Linked DNA regions of Mus musculus: region 1 is linked to region 2. Evidence: chromatin contacts called from public HiChIP or PLAC-seq data. All regions are on one chromosome and are shown on one strand. The core of a region is the stretch at or near the end of the contact, and the rest is flanking DNA. Distances in the headings are between cores, read along the strand shown. Region 1 holds the start of Gpr89 (G protein-coupled receptor 89). Region 2 overlaps Rnf115 (ring finger protein 115).

Evidence for each region. HiChIP or PLAC-seq counts read pairs in DNA pulled down with a chosen protein or histone mark.
Region 1: an H3K4me3 HiChIP or PLAC-seq map of the SCID.adh cell line shows a contact between it and region 2, with 12 read pairs. The contact joins the promoter of Gpr89 here to the enhancer-like site in region 2. A contact is called at or near these places in 7 of 39 promoter capture datasets (the C10 cell line, the HPC-7 cell line, embryonic stem cells and 2 more), 1 of 484 Hi-C or Micro-C datasets (extraembryonic endoderm stem cells), 7 of 115 datasets of contacts at active chromatin or transcription factors (the SCID.adh cell line, effector CD8 T cells, embryonic forebrain and 3 more) and 3 of 9 other capture datasets (adipose tissue, liver and pancreatic islet).

The regions. Positions count from the first base shown.
Region 1 is chr3:96,904,020-96,909,763 of GRCm38.p6, reverse strand. It overlaps Gpr89 (G protein-coupled receptor 89), which reads left to right and starts at 4,466. Exons shown (of 14, transcript NM_026229.4): 1 at 4,466-4,582. The coding sequence starts at 4,541.
Region 2 is chr3:96,768,971-96,775,488 of GRCm38.p6, reverse strand. All of the region lies in intron 3 of Rnf115 (ring finger protein 115), which reads right to left. Among named protein-coding and RNA genes, the nearest start is that of Cd160, 42 kb to the left of the region's middle. Within about 2 kb of position 2,363, at least 10 of the 459 cell types and tissues checked have an H3K27ac peak or open chromatin away from gene starts, as enhancers often do. A contact at or near this core is called in the SCID.adh cell line and liver, where this site is marked.

The DNA.
Region 1 (5,744 bases), core at 3,217-5,716, 130 kb before region 2:
TCTACTGTACAAAACAATGAAATAACTGCAAAGCCATCTCCAAAGGAAAAACATGACTTCATTATTTACTCAGGCTAAAAGATAAAGGAAATATGAAAACATTCACAGAGGCAACATGTGCAAGAAGCCATTAATACTAAATACATTTAAGCATATGATGAATTAAATGTAATCATTGTAAGTCTAGTTACAAGCTACAACTTCTATATTAATTCTTTTTTGTTGCTGTTTCTTTTTGTTGTTGTTGGGGTTTTTTTGTTTGTTTGTTTTGTTTTTTGAGATAGGGTTTGTTTGTGGATCCCTGGCTGTCCTGGCCTGTCTCTGCCTCTTGCATGCTGGGATTAAAGGCATGTTCCACCACTGCCCAGCTTATATATTAATTCTTTTTTTTTTAAAGATTTATTTATTTATTTTATGTATGTGAGTACACTGTAGCTGTACAGATGGTTGTGAACCTTCATGTGGTTGTTAGGAATTTAATTTTTAAGACCTCTGCTCACTTCGGTCAGTCCTGCTCACTTCAGTGAACTCTGTTCACCCAGTCCCTGCTTGCTCTGGCCCAAAGATTTATTTATTATACATAAGTACACTGTAGCTGACTTCAGATGCACCAGTAGAGGGCATCAGATCTCATTACGGGTGGTTGTGAGCCACCACGTGGTTGCTGGAATTTGAACTCAGGACCTTCAGAAGAGCAGTCAGTGCTTTTACCCACTGAGCCATCTCTTCAGCCCCTTATACGCTAGTTCTTTGTTTGTTTGTTTGTTTGCTTGTTTGTTTGTTTGTTTTTCAAGACAGGGTTTCTCTGTATAGCCCTGGCTGTCCTGGAACTCACTTTGTAGACCAGGCTGGCCTCAAACTCAGAAATCCGCCTGCCTCTGCCTCCCGAGTGCTGGGATTAAAGGCGTGCACCACCACCACCTGGCTTATATGCTAATTCTTAATACATACTTTTAAAGGTTTAAAGTCCTTGATTATATGAACATAGACTTAGGAACTGTGACTGGAGGAATTAATGGGAAGGGCAAACATGAGAAAGCAGAAGGACCCCGTCTCCTTCTCACGTGCTACTTTAAAGCAAATACTGTGCCTTCTAAAGATCTAAGGGGAAATGAAAATCAAGACCCAGAATCTGAATACCAAATAAACAAAAGACACAAAATAATAGGCCAGGACCATAACAACAAAGGCTAATCGTCACTGATGTAAAGATAGTATGCATCATTTGCACTTTTAAAAACATGGGATCAAATTAGGAAGCCTTCAGAAATATGAACAGAAAAGCAGTAGCTCTAAGAAATTTTATCACACTCCCTCAGAAAAAACACACAGAAAACATGAATATTACTTACAGATTTAAATTAATGAAAATGTGGTGAAATATTAAGTCAACGTTTTAATTCTTGGACTTTCAGACCAAGCCACAAAATCTAAGGACTCTGATCCTCCACAGCTACAGCTTTTCAAGAGCACAAACACTTCAAACTTACTTTCCTTTTTTCTTTCTTTCCTTTTCTTTTCCTTTCTATTCTTTTCTTTTCTTTAAATGGTCCTCGAATAGCCTGGGAACTCAGTTTACCAAGCACTCCAGGTTACTGAAGACCAAGAGAGAATTTAATTGAAAGAGGAGAGTCAGCAGAAGAAACTGCTGCTCTCCCCAAGTCCCCTCAAAAGCGGCATTAGATTTTCCGGGAATCAACTGTCAGGATAAATGGCTGGCTTCTCCCCGACAGTTCACCAGCCTCAACCCAACTGTCAGAGAAGCTAGCTGAAGGAGCTTAGTGTGTGTCCAGGATTTTGGAACACATACATTAAAAGTCCCTTGCTTAGAGAAAGTTGAAAGTTTGGATAAATATTACTTGTGGTTCATCTTCTTTACTATACAGAGTTGGAGAGGTCCTGCCTTGCTGAGGCACACCTGTAATCTCAGTGCTGAGATGTGAGACAGGAAGATTCCCCCAGGCTCACTAGCCTGCCAGTCTAGTCTAATTGGTAAGCTCCAGGCCAATGAGAAACATTTTCTATACACATACAAGTGCACATACATGTGCATATATGCACAGACATGCATTAACAATAAAAAGAAATTCTTTTATCATGTAAGTGTATGATATACTGTCTGATAGAAAAACCATTAAAAAATCAACTATGTACATCTAGAAACTAGGCAGATGACTGGGCAATAAACTACTTGCCATGACAGCATGCAAAATAGGGTTCAGGTCCCCTGAATTCTGGTAAGAATGCCAAGCAGGGCCGCACATAACTGTAATCCCAATGCTAAAGAAATGGAGACAGAAGGATCTCTGGGACTTGCTGGGCAGCGAGTCTATCCAAATCAGCAAACTCCAGGTTCACTAGAAGATGCTGTCAAAGCATAAGACAAAGGACATTGAAGGAAGGTGCAGGAAGGCACTCAGTGTTCACCTGTGGTCTCTACATGAACATGTGAGCACACATACATATGTGGATACATATCAGGATACCCAATACCGAGTATCTCAGACTTCAAAATACACCAGTATTGCACTCCTGTCTGACTGTCTAGCCAAAGTCGTGATGTTAAATCCCACGCCACGATAAGGTAGGTACTTATCTAAAATGAGTGAATGCCAAGCCGACATCCACCTTCCTAGAAAGGTGGTTAGTCTTAGAGCAAGAAGCACTTTCTGTTCCACGCAGGCACAGAGGATAGGTGACCAGAGGTTCAGAACAATCCCTAGTGTTGCTTTCACGTATCAATCCCAACTTACATATTCAATTTTAAATTTCATCTCTGTGTGTGCTTACTTAAGTTCACAAATCCTATAGATCAAATTAGTTAGGCATAATAATTATACAAGTACAATTTCCCAGTGTCCTCCACTATCCCACAGCTTTGAATGACAGTTGAGTGCCACATTGTAGGCAGCTATCTGCTTCCCTGAGAGATGGGACCAGGAACACAGAGTTCTGTGATTTAAGAGACTCTCATGGTAAGGCAGCCTCCACAGCTCCCTGGCACTCTGGTACAGGTATTTGGTATTTGATATGTAGTTTGTGCTGTGTGCTATCTGGTTTTATGTCAATTTGACACAACCTAAAGTTATCTAAGAAGAAGGAAACTCAATTGAGAAAAATGCCTCCATAAGATTGGACTGGAAGCAAAATTGTAGAGCATTTTCTTAATTAGTGATTGGTGATAGAAGGCCCAGTCTATTGTGGGTGTTGCCATGTCTGAGTTATACACATATGAAGCAGGCTGAGCAAGCCACAAGTAAGCCAGTAAGCAACACACACACACACACACACACACACACACACACACACACACCCATTGCCTCTGCATCAGCTCCTGCCTCAGGATCCCTGCCCTGTTTGAGTTCCTGTCATGACTTCCCTCAAAAGGGAACTACAGTGTGAAAGTGTAGGCTGAAATAAACCCTTTTCTCCCCAACTTGTTTTCGGTCATGGTGTTTCAACACAGCAATAGTAGCCCTAACTAGGACAGGCTGCTTGGTAAGACAGGCTTCAGATCAAAGGAACAGGGGTCTTTCTTTATGTGTGGCAACCTGGGGGAATGTTCTTGTTTATTTATATTATAATCTGAGCACTCACTTTCTAGATACCAGCATCCCCTGCAACATACACTTGCACCCTTACAAGCCTTGACTGTAACTAGTCTTTACAATAAGACTAGCTAGGGTTCTAGTGGGAAAAGTCTAAGTCCCATTGTAGTATATTAAGCCTTCATAAATGGAGTATCTAATGGAAGGAATTATAATTCACTTTGTAGTTGAGCCACAGCCACTCAGACTGTGTTGGGAAGGGGGAAACTACTTTCTAACATAGCCCACCTTTAAGACTCCTACGTAATTATTATTTTGAATTAAAATCTGTCTTCATGTAATTTCTCGTCCTTTGGCCTAATACTCCACACCCTAAAGCGCCAACTATAATGGCGGTCTCATTAGAGTCCAATGAGTGCACACTCTTATAAGCCGTGTGCTTTTGACGTTATCATATCAGAAATTTACTTAGCTATGTTTGAGAAGACTCTTACGTTCCTGTCCACCATCCTTTCGCTTATAGATGTCACACTGCTTTTTAAACCAAGTAAAATCTGTAACATCTGCAACACACTACTTGACTTAAAGCCTCACTCGCTATGTTAACTTATTTTTACTTTCTGCCGTGTTGGGAATGTCACTGAGGACCTCGCACAACTCTCACCCCAGTGTTTCTAGCTATGAAAAATATAAAAATAATTTCATTATATTTAATGGCAGTGCCACTTAAAGCAAATGTTACCTCTCCTCACCTCCTTGTGCCTACTAAGAAGAAACACATCTGCTTTGAGTCTACCCAGCGGCTTCCAGCCCTGCCCACCCTCACCTTCCAGGCAAACGGAGAATGCGGCCGCTGATTGGCTGGCTAGGGCGCATCTTGATGACGTAAGCACGCGCCAGGCCAGGCCGCCTACCACAGCAGGTGGACAGGTCTTAAGCCGCGGCTTCTCTGAGGGGTAGACAGCTGGGCATGGGCCTCCCGAGGCTTCGCCATGAGCTTCCTGATCGACTCCAGCATCATGATCACCTCCCAGGTGAGCCTTGGGAGAACCTGGATTTGCTCAGCCCGCTCCCTTGCCCGGGTGGCGAAGGCTGACGTGTGGTGCTGTCACTCACCTAGCGTGCGTCCCCAGACTCTGGGGAGGGCCTGGCTGGCCCCAGCGCTGAGCCGGTGCCATGCGGGGGTCAGTACCCACGGCGCCCCGAGGCTTCCGGGCAGCTCCGCGGACCACGGAGCCTGGAGAAGCTTGGCTCCCGGCGGGAGGCCCACGGCAGCGTGCCTACCAGGGCTGAGGACCGGGACGGGTATGGGCTTTGCAGGATCCGGGTGCTGACACGTTTGCCTCCGCGAGGTCCAAGTCTGAGCTTTCCTTTGTGCAGTGACACCTCATCTTTCGTTCTCTGGTTGCTGTTCACTCTTTGCGGGTCGCGGTCGACCCACGTTTTCTTCTCACTTGGCCACCTCTATCTACCGTTAAACAAAACCGAAGAAGTATAAACCACTGGCAAGTTCTGCTCGCTTCGTCTAGTGAGCCTCTTGCTTTTCCCATCAGTCGTGTCTCTCCAGGGTTTCCTCCCACCCCACCCCAAGTGTTTATGATAGCCCTGATATCATGTATGTATTTATGTGCATAGCCATGTACCCACTTTCAAATGCAAGCACTCACTAAGCAACTGCAGACGCTTCTTTGCTTGCATTATCGCTCTCACCCCGCATCTTTCCAGTAAAAGATTTTTTTTTCTCTTCATCGCATCCAAATGGCAAGGGAAAGAAACAGTTCCCCTGAGGGACGTAAGTGAGGTACATCCTTGAATTTAGGGTTTGTGCAGCTGCATCCCAATGCTTCCCTCAGCAGAGCATTGCCCTCACCTCTTGAAAACGTCGGTAACAACACTTAAGAAAATGTAAAACAAGAAAAAGCCAACCCATTTCACCACTCTAATACAGTAACCATTTTTCCCTTTTCAAAATTAATACCTTTCAAGTACATTTGACTGCTTTTGTTGCTAGCATAGTGTTCAAATCTGTAAATACACAAAACTCTGGACACTCTGCCTTCTGCTTCAAATCTCTCTGCGCCTCCCCTGTTGTCCTTGATAATGACACAGAGTGGCTTTCAGCCTTACTACCAATTCAAGAAAAAAAAAAACATTTAAGTTTTAAGAGTTTTTCCCCCCACAGGTAAATATAAATGT
Region 2 (6,518 bases), core at 1,114-3,613:
AACACTTACCTAATATCCATATCCACATGCCTTTGCAGTCTCCTCTCCAGAAATACACTATGAGCTAAAGGCCAGCACGGCCACCCATCCCAAGCATAACTACCAGTTCAAATCAGTGTTATACATTATGTTTTGTCACACTGGATCTGCATTCCCAACAAAACAAATGTTTTTCTCCACTTGTAAAGAACACTTCATCACTATGAAGTAGAGATAGATGTCTTTAAAATACATCTTTTGACTTGACTCTGGCATCAAAGACAGGCTGGGTCAAAACTATGCCAAAGCAGTGCAGCTATGACTGATGATAGCCTCTGTTGTACACATTTTCATCATTAATATGGGAGGGAGAGGGACTGGGTAAGCAAAGGGAAAAAGGCAAGGTAAATTAACTTTTTTAAAAGATTGGTTTTTTTAAACTATGTGTGTCTCTGTGAGTAGGTTTACATAGATGAATGCAGTGTTCAAGGAAGTCAGAAGAGGGCATAGGATTCCCTGGAACTAAGGTTGTGAGCCACAGAACACGGGTGCTGGGAACCCCACACCCATCCTCTGCAAGAGTATCGCGTGCTCCTAACTGCTGAGCCATCACTCCGGTCCAAAAAGAGACTCTTCTGCTTCAAAAGAATTTTATTTTCAAGTAGAAAGATACAGACACCAAACCCAAGCAACCCCCAACCACAGAAATGTTAGAAGCTCACAAGTTCCACCCAGCCCCTTCGGGGGCTACTGAGGGAAGCCGTGGAACCAGCTGTCTCTGTGCTCCTATCTGTGATTAAATGAACGGTCTCTGCCACGTGCTCCTACTACCAGGAACTGAACTGCCCCACCATGCCTTCCCCGTCATAATGAACTCTAACACTCTGAAACCGTGAACCAGAATAAACCATTATCCCCTTAAGCTGTCTCTGATAGATGCTGTAGTCACATAGATCCAAAAATAACTAATACAGAAACCATATATGTTTAGCTAACTGTAAGTATCATAAGCAACAAAGGCTTGCATTGCCTCAGGATACCACCACAGCACTCTTTTCAGTATCAATATGTCATGGATATTTTACATAATATATTCAACACATGTAAAATAGCACATGACTAAGATGTAGAGAAGATATAAGTCCATAAGCCATTTCGTTGTTATTGCCCTAAAGCTACTGAAATGCTATCCAAATATTTTGTTTATAATTCACTGGCTTGTTTTTTCTATTTGTTATTTTTAAATGCTTATTAGCATAAATTAATTATACATGTAGATAAAGACTTTTATCACATACACTCCCCATTACAGTTTATCTCCCTTCCACTCTTGCTGGTCCCTTCCTTTTCCCAACCAGCTCCCTTCTAATTAATGTCTCTTCCACTTTGTTTTTTAATTTTGTTATTGTTTTCTTTTGTATTGTATATTTTTTTGTTGCCCCTCTGAGTTTTAGCACGGTTGCTCACAGGGCATACATGATGTTATTTACAGACTTCCAGGCGCAGGGGCACATTACAGCAGTGTACCACGGAAGGCACTGCCTCTCCCCTCTCCCTCTCCCTCCCCCCCTCCTCCTTCTCCTCCTCCGTGGGGTCCCCTTCCCCCCCCATCCTCCTCCTCCTCCGTGGGGTCTGAGGACACCCTAGTCCTCACACTGGATCAGTGAGTGCTGTGCTCACGGAGCATCCCGTAGCCCGGGTAACTCTACGCTTTCGATTACTGTCAACTGTTAGCACAGCTGAGAAAATGGAAAAGCCAGAGCACCTTCAGCATCAGCTTCAGGAACTTGGCTACTTGTTGGGAAATGAAAAGTGGCACCAACTAATGCTAATAGTGTTTTTCTAGCCTACTTTCATCCCCAGATGACAGTGTGCCCTAACCACAGCACATAGAATAAAAGAGTACATCTCAGAACTTCATCCAAACCAACATGAAGGATAAGAATAGCTCCAGGTCATCTGTCTCAGAGCAGACTTACACAAGCATAAGGGAAAAGAACTCATTAACAGAACTGGGTCTTCAGGACACAACTTACTTAAATATAAACTAACTGAATGATTACAGAGTTTTAGTAAAACATCTGAAAGAATTTCATAGTTTGACAAATTTGGTCTTGAAAAATAACAACAAAATAATTTACTCTGAATAGAAGTAAAAAGACAAAGCTTCCAGTGTCATTATAAACAAGACAGAGCTGGGGCAGCTAAGCACACATTCCACAGTGAGGACTGGGGCCTGAATGTCAGCACCCATGTAACAAGCTGAATGCTCCAGCAAGCACTTGTCTCCAGCAGGAGGGCAGAGACGGGAGGGTTACTAGGCCTTGCTAGCATCAAGCTAGCCAAGAAAACTCTGACTCAACAGAAGAGGCAGTGTGATAAGGGTGACACCTAAGGGCCTCTTTTGGCCTCCACACATGCACACACCAGCACATTCATATGCACATGCACTCACACAGAGATGCATAAATATAAATCAGCAAACCTCTTAAAATATAAATAAAAATAAACAACAGGATAGATGATGTCTTCCACTTGACAGACCATGCTCTGAGACAACTGCAATCACATCCTCCACATACTTAAATGTTAAGGTGTTCCTCAGAGCTAAACAGTTATATGACACAAGAATCTCTATAAAAATAAGAGAGCTAAAACATATCACAAAGAAACATGTACAAACATATTAATAGCAGAACTCCTCCTAAAAGCCCAGTGTAAATGTCCAGTGTCTATGGGCTAACAGAGAGGCACACAGTAAGTCACATGGAGCTAGGCCTTAGCTAGTAGACGTCCTGCCTGCTGGATACTGAAGCTGAGGGATTGATTCCCAACACCAAAAGGAAAAGAATGAATGTCTGCACAATGAATGCAGCCACACAATGAAGGAAGTAGTAATGCATGCTACAACATGGAGAAACTTGAAAACATTATGCCAAGTAGAAAAAATTCAGTTAGAAAAGGTCACATTTTATATCATACTATTTATAGCTACTGTCCTACATAGAGACAGAAAGTGGATTGGTGTTTGATTAGTGTGGGGAAACTGTGGCAAAATAAGAAGTATAAATACTTAAAAGATTGGGGGCTAATAGAAGAGTTCTGGGGAGTAGAGAAAGAGTTCCTGATGTTTACTTATATGAAGTGTTTTGCAAGCACTGGACCTAAGTTCAATCTCACAAACCCACATTAAAAAGAAAAAAAACCTAAGTGTGAAATTATGCTAGCACTGGGAAAATAGAGATAGGCAGATCCCTGGAGCTTCATGGCCAGCCAGCCTAGCCTATTTGGTAAATTTCAGGCCAGTAGAGACCCTGTCTCAAAAGAAATGAGGGACACTGCCAAAAGAACAACACATACACACATCACACTCACACACAGACAAAGAGAGAGTGTGTCTATGTCTGACAGAGACACACAGAAAGAGACGGTGTATGCTTGAGTGTGATATGTGTGGGTGCTCTGGAATTAGTGGTAACTGCTATACAATGATGTGAACATGCTACACTGGTGAATTACATACTTTAAAAAAGTAAATTACACTGTATGTGAATTCCTTTCAATTTGAAAATATCACTAGACATAAAGAAACATATAGGTCCAGATACAATCCTAGCAACTTCATAATCTACTCTCATCAACAAATAGATCATCTAAACAAATTCAACACAGAAACTTCAAGGTTAAACTGTAGCACAGATCAAATGTGCTCATCAAATCTCTAATGAAGTCTGTCTACAGCTGCAGAGCACACACCCTTCTCAGTGGCCACAGAACAGTCTGTCTACAGCTGCAGAGCAAACGCCCTCTTCAGTGGCCACGGACTCCTCCAAAGCAAATCATATCTCAGACTGTAAAAAAAAAATTCTTAACAAATATAAAATAAATGAGTTTTTATATTTTGTCAGATGATAATGGAACAGGTAGAAATAAATGGCAAGAAAAACTACACATTCTATAGAAATGATAGAGACTGACACGCACTCTTGACTGATCAATGTCCCACTGAAAGATCATCGAACATAAAAGGGTCCTACAAGCAAATAAAAATGAAATTTACCAAAACCTTGTAAACTGTGAAGGCAGATCTAAGAGGAAAGCAGATAGGTGGGAGTGGTTATATTCAAAACAGGACTCAAATAAATGACTTGAAGATGTACCTCAAGGTCTTCGAAAAAAAGAGTAAGACAAATTCAAAATCAGTAGAAGAAAATAATAAAGGTAATAATACAGGTGATAAAGCAGACACTAAGACAATACAAAGAACCAATGAAGCATAGTTGAGAGATAATTAAGACTGACAAACCCTTATCTAAATTCATCAAGAGAGAACACACCAATAATATTAGATTCAAAATGAGGATACTTCAACAAATTCCAATAAAACCCTGGGATTCACAGTGAAATACTTGAAGAAAAACTTACATTCCAAAAAACTGCAAAATCTAAAAGAGATTTCTAGATTCATATGGATGAAAATTAAACCAAGAGGCTATGGAAGCCCAGGTGTGTCAAGGCTCACGCCTGTAATCTCAATCTTTCGGAAGCTGAAGCAAGGGGATTTCCTGAGTTTAGGCCAATCTGAACTACAAAGTGAATTCTTGTGTAAAAATGAAAAAGAAGAGAAACAGAAAAGACTTAACCTTTCCTATAACATGCTACTGAAACAGTAATAAGTTGTCTCCAATAAAGAGGCCAGGACCAGACAAACTCATTCAATCATACCAGAACTTCGAAGAACTAGAAGTTCTCAAAAATTGAACAAAATAGGGCTGGAGGGATGGCTCAGTGGTTAAGAATACTACTGGCTGCTCTTCTAAAGGTCCTGAGTTCAATTTCCAGCACCCACGTGGCAGCTCACAACTGTCTATAGTTGTAGTCACATTGGATCCAATGCCCTCTTCTGGTGTGCAGGTGTACATGCAGACAAAATATCCATACGCATAAAAGAAAAATGTATTTTTAAAAAAATCTATAAAATAAAAAGGGAACATTATCAAATTTATTCTATAAAGCTACCATTACTCTGTTACCAAAACAAGATAAATACATTACAAGAAAAAAATCTAGAGATTAATTTCCTTGGTGAACACAGATATAAAATTTGTAGGAATAAAAGTCAAGTGCACATTAAGAAGCTCACACTCCCTCTAGCTGTGGTGGCGCACGCCTTTAACCCAAGCACTCAGAGGCAGAGGCAGAAGCAGAAGCAGAAGGATCTTTGAGTTGTAGGCCAGCCTGATTTACAGAGCGAGATCCAGGACAGCCAGGGCTACACAGAGAAACCCTGTCTCCGAAAACAAGGAAGAGGAGGAGGAGGAAGAGATGAAGGAGGAAGAGGAGGAGGAAGGAGTGAAGAGGAAGAAAGAAAAAGAGGAAGAGGTGGTGGAGGAGGAGCATCTGCAGCAGCAGTGGCAGCAGCAGCAGTGGCAGCAGCAGCTCACACACCATGACCAAACTGGCTTCATTACACGATGCTATGATAGTCCAACATGTACAAACCAGTAAATGGAGTGAAGCATGTAAAGAGCCTTAAGGACAGAAATCACGTGGTTACCTTGATAGATACAGAAAAAAATCTTTTAAAACTACAGTATTCCTGCATGATAACAAGCTTTGAGGGTATTAAAAGAAACCTCAACATACTAAAGAATATATATGACAAACCTAAGTCCAATATTAGACTAGCTAAGGAAGAAACTTAAACCAGGATGTCTAGTCTCTGCTCTTACTCAATACAGTGCTTACTTCTTAGCAAGAGCAGTAATGAAAGAAGTAAATGGATGTAAACAGAGAATGAGCAGGCAAAACTAATCCTAATTGTAGATAACACAATCCTACACTTAAAAATTTCATCAGAACACTCTTTGAACTAATAAACATTTTTGCAAAGTAGCAGGATCCAAAACTAGCATTCAAAAATCAGTACTGGGGCCAGCAAGGTGGCTCAGTGTGTAAATGAGCTTGCCACCAAGCTAATGACCTGAGGTTAATTCTCACGACCTACATGACAGCAGGAGAGAACCAACTCCTGTAAGTTGTCCTCTGACTTCTACACATGTAACACTGCATGCTCACATGAAACACACACACACACACAAATGCATAAGAATGTAATTTATGTAAAGTAAATGTAAAAAAAATCTTAGTTTAAAATGTTCAGTAAAGTACTAAAGAGATGTCAAAGCCAGTATTCCTTCCTGTATTCGATCCCTAGAACCCATGTGAAAAGCTACAGTGACTTGTGCTTGTAGCCCAGGCAATGGAATAGCAGAGACAGGAGGACCCCTGGGGTCTGTGAACTAGCTAGTCAGGCAGAATCTGGCAAGCTTTTAATTCAACACTAGACCCTGTCTCCGAAACTGGTGGAGAACAGCACCTACATAAAATCCTGAAGACCACATGCATCTACTGTTGGGGCTGGGACAGGAAGGAGGATCACTGGGGCTTGCTGGCACAGCTACCACCAAATAATATTTGACAAAGATGTCAAAAGCATTCGGGGACTTTAGAGATGGTTTGATAGGTAAAAGCACTTG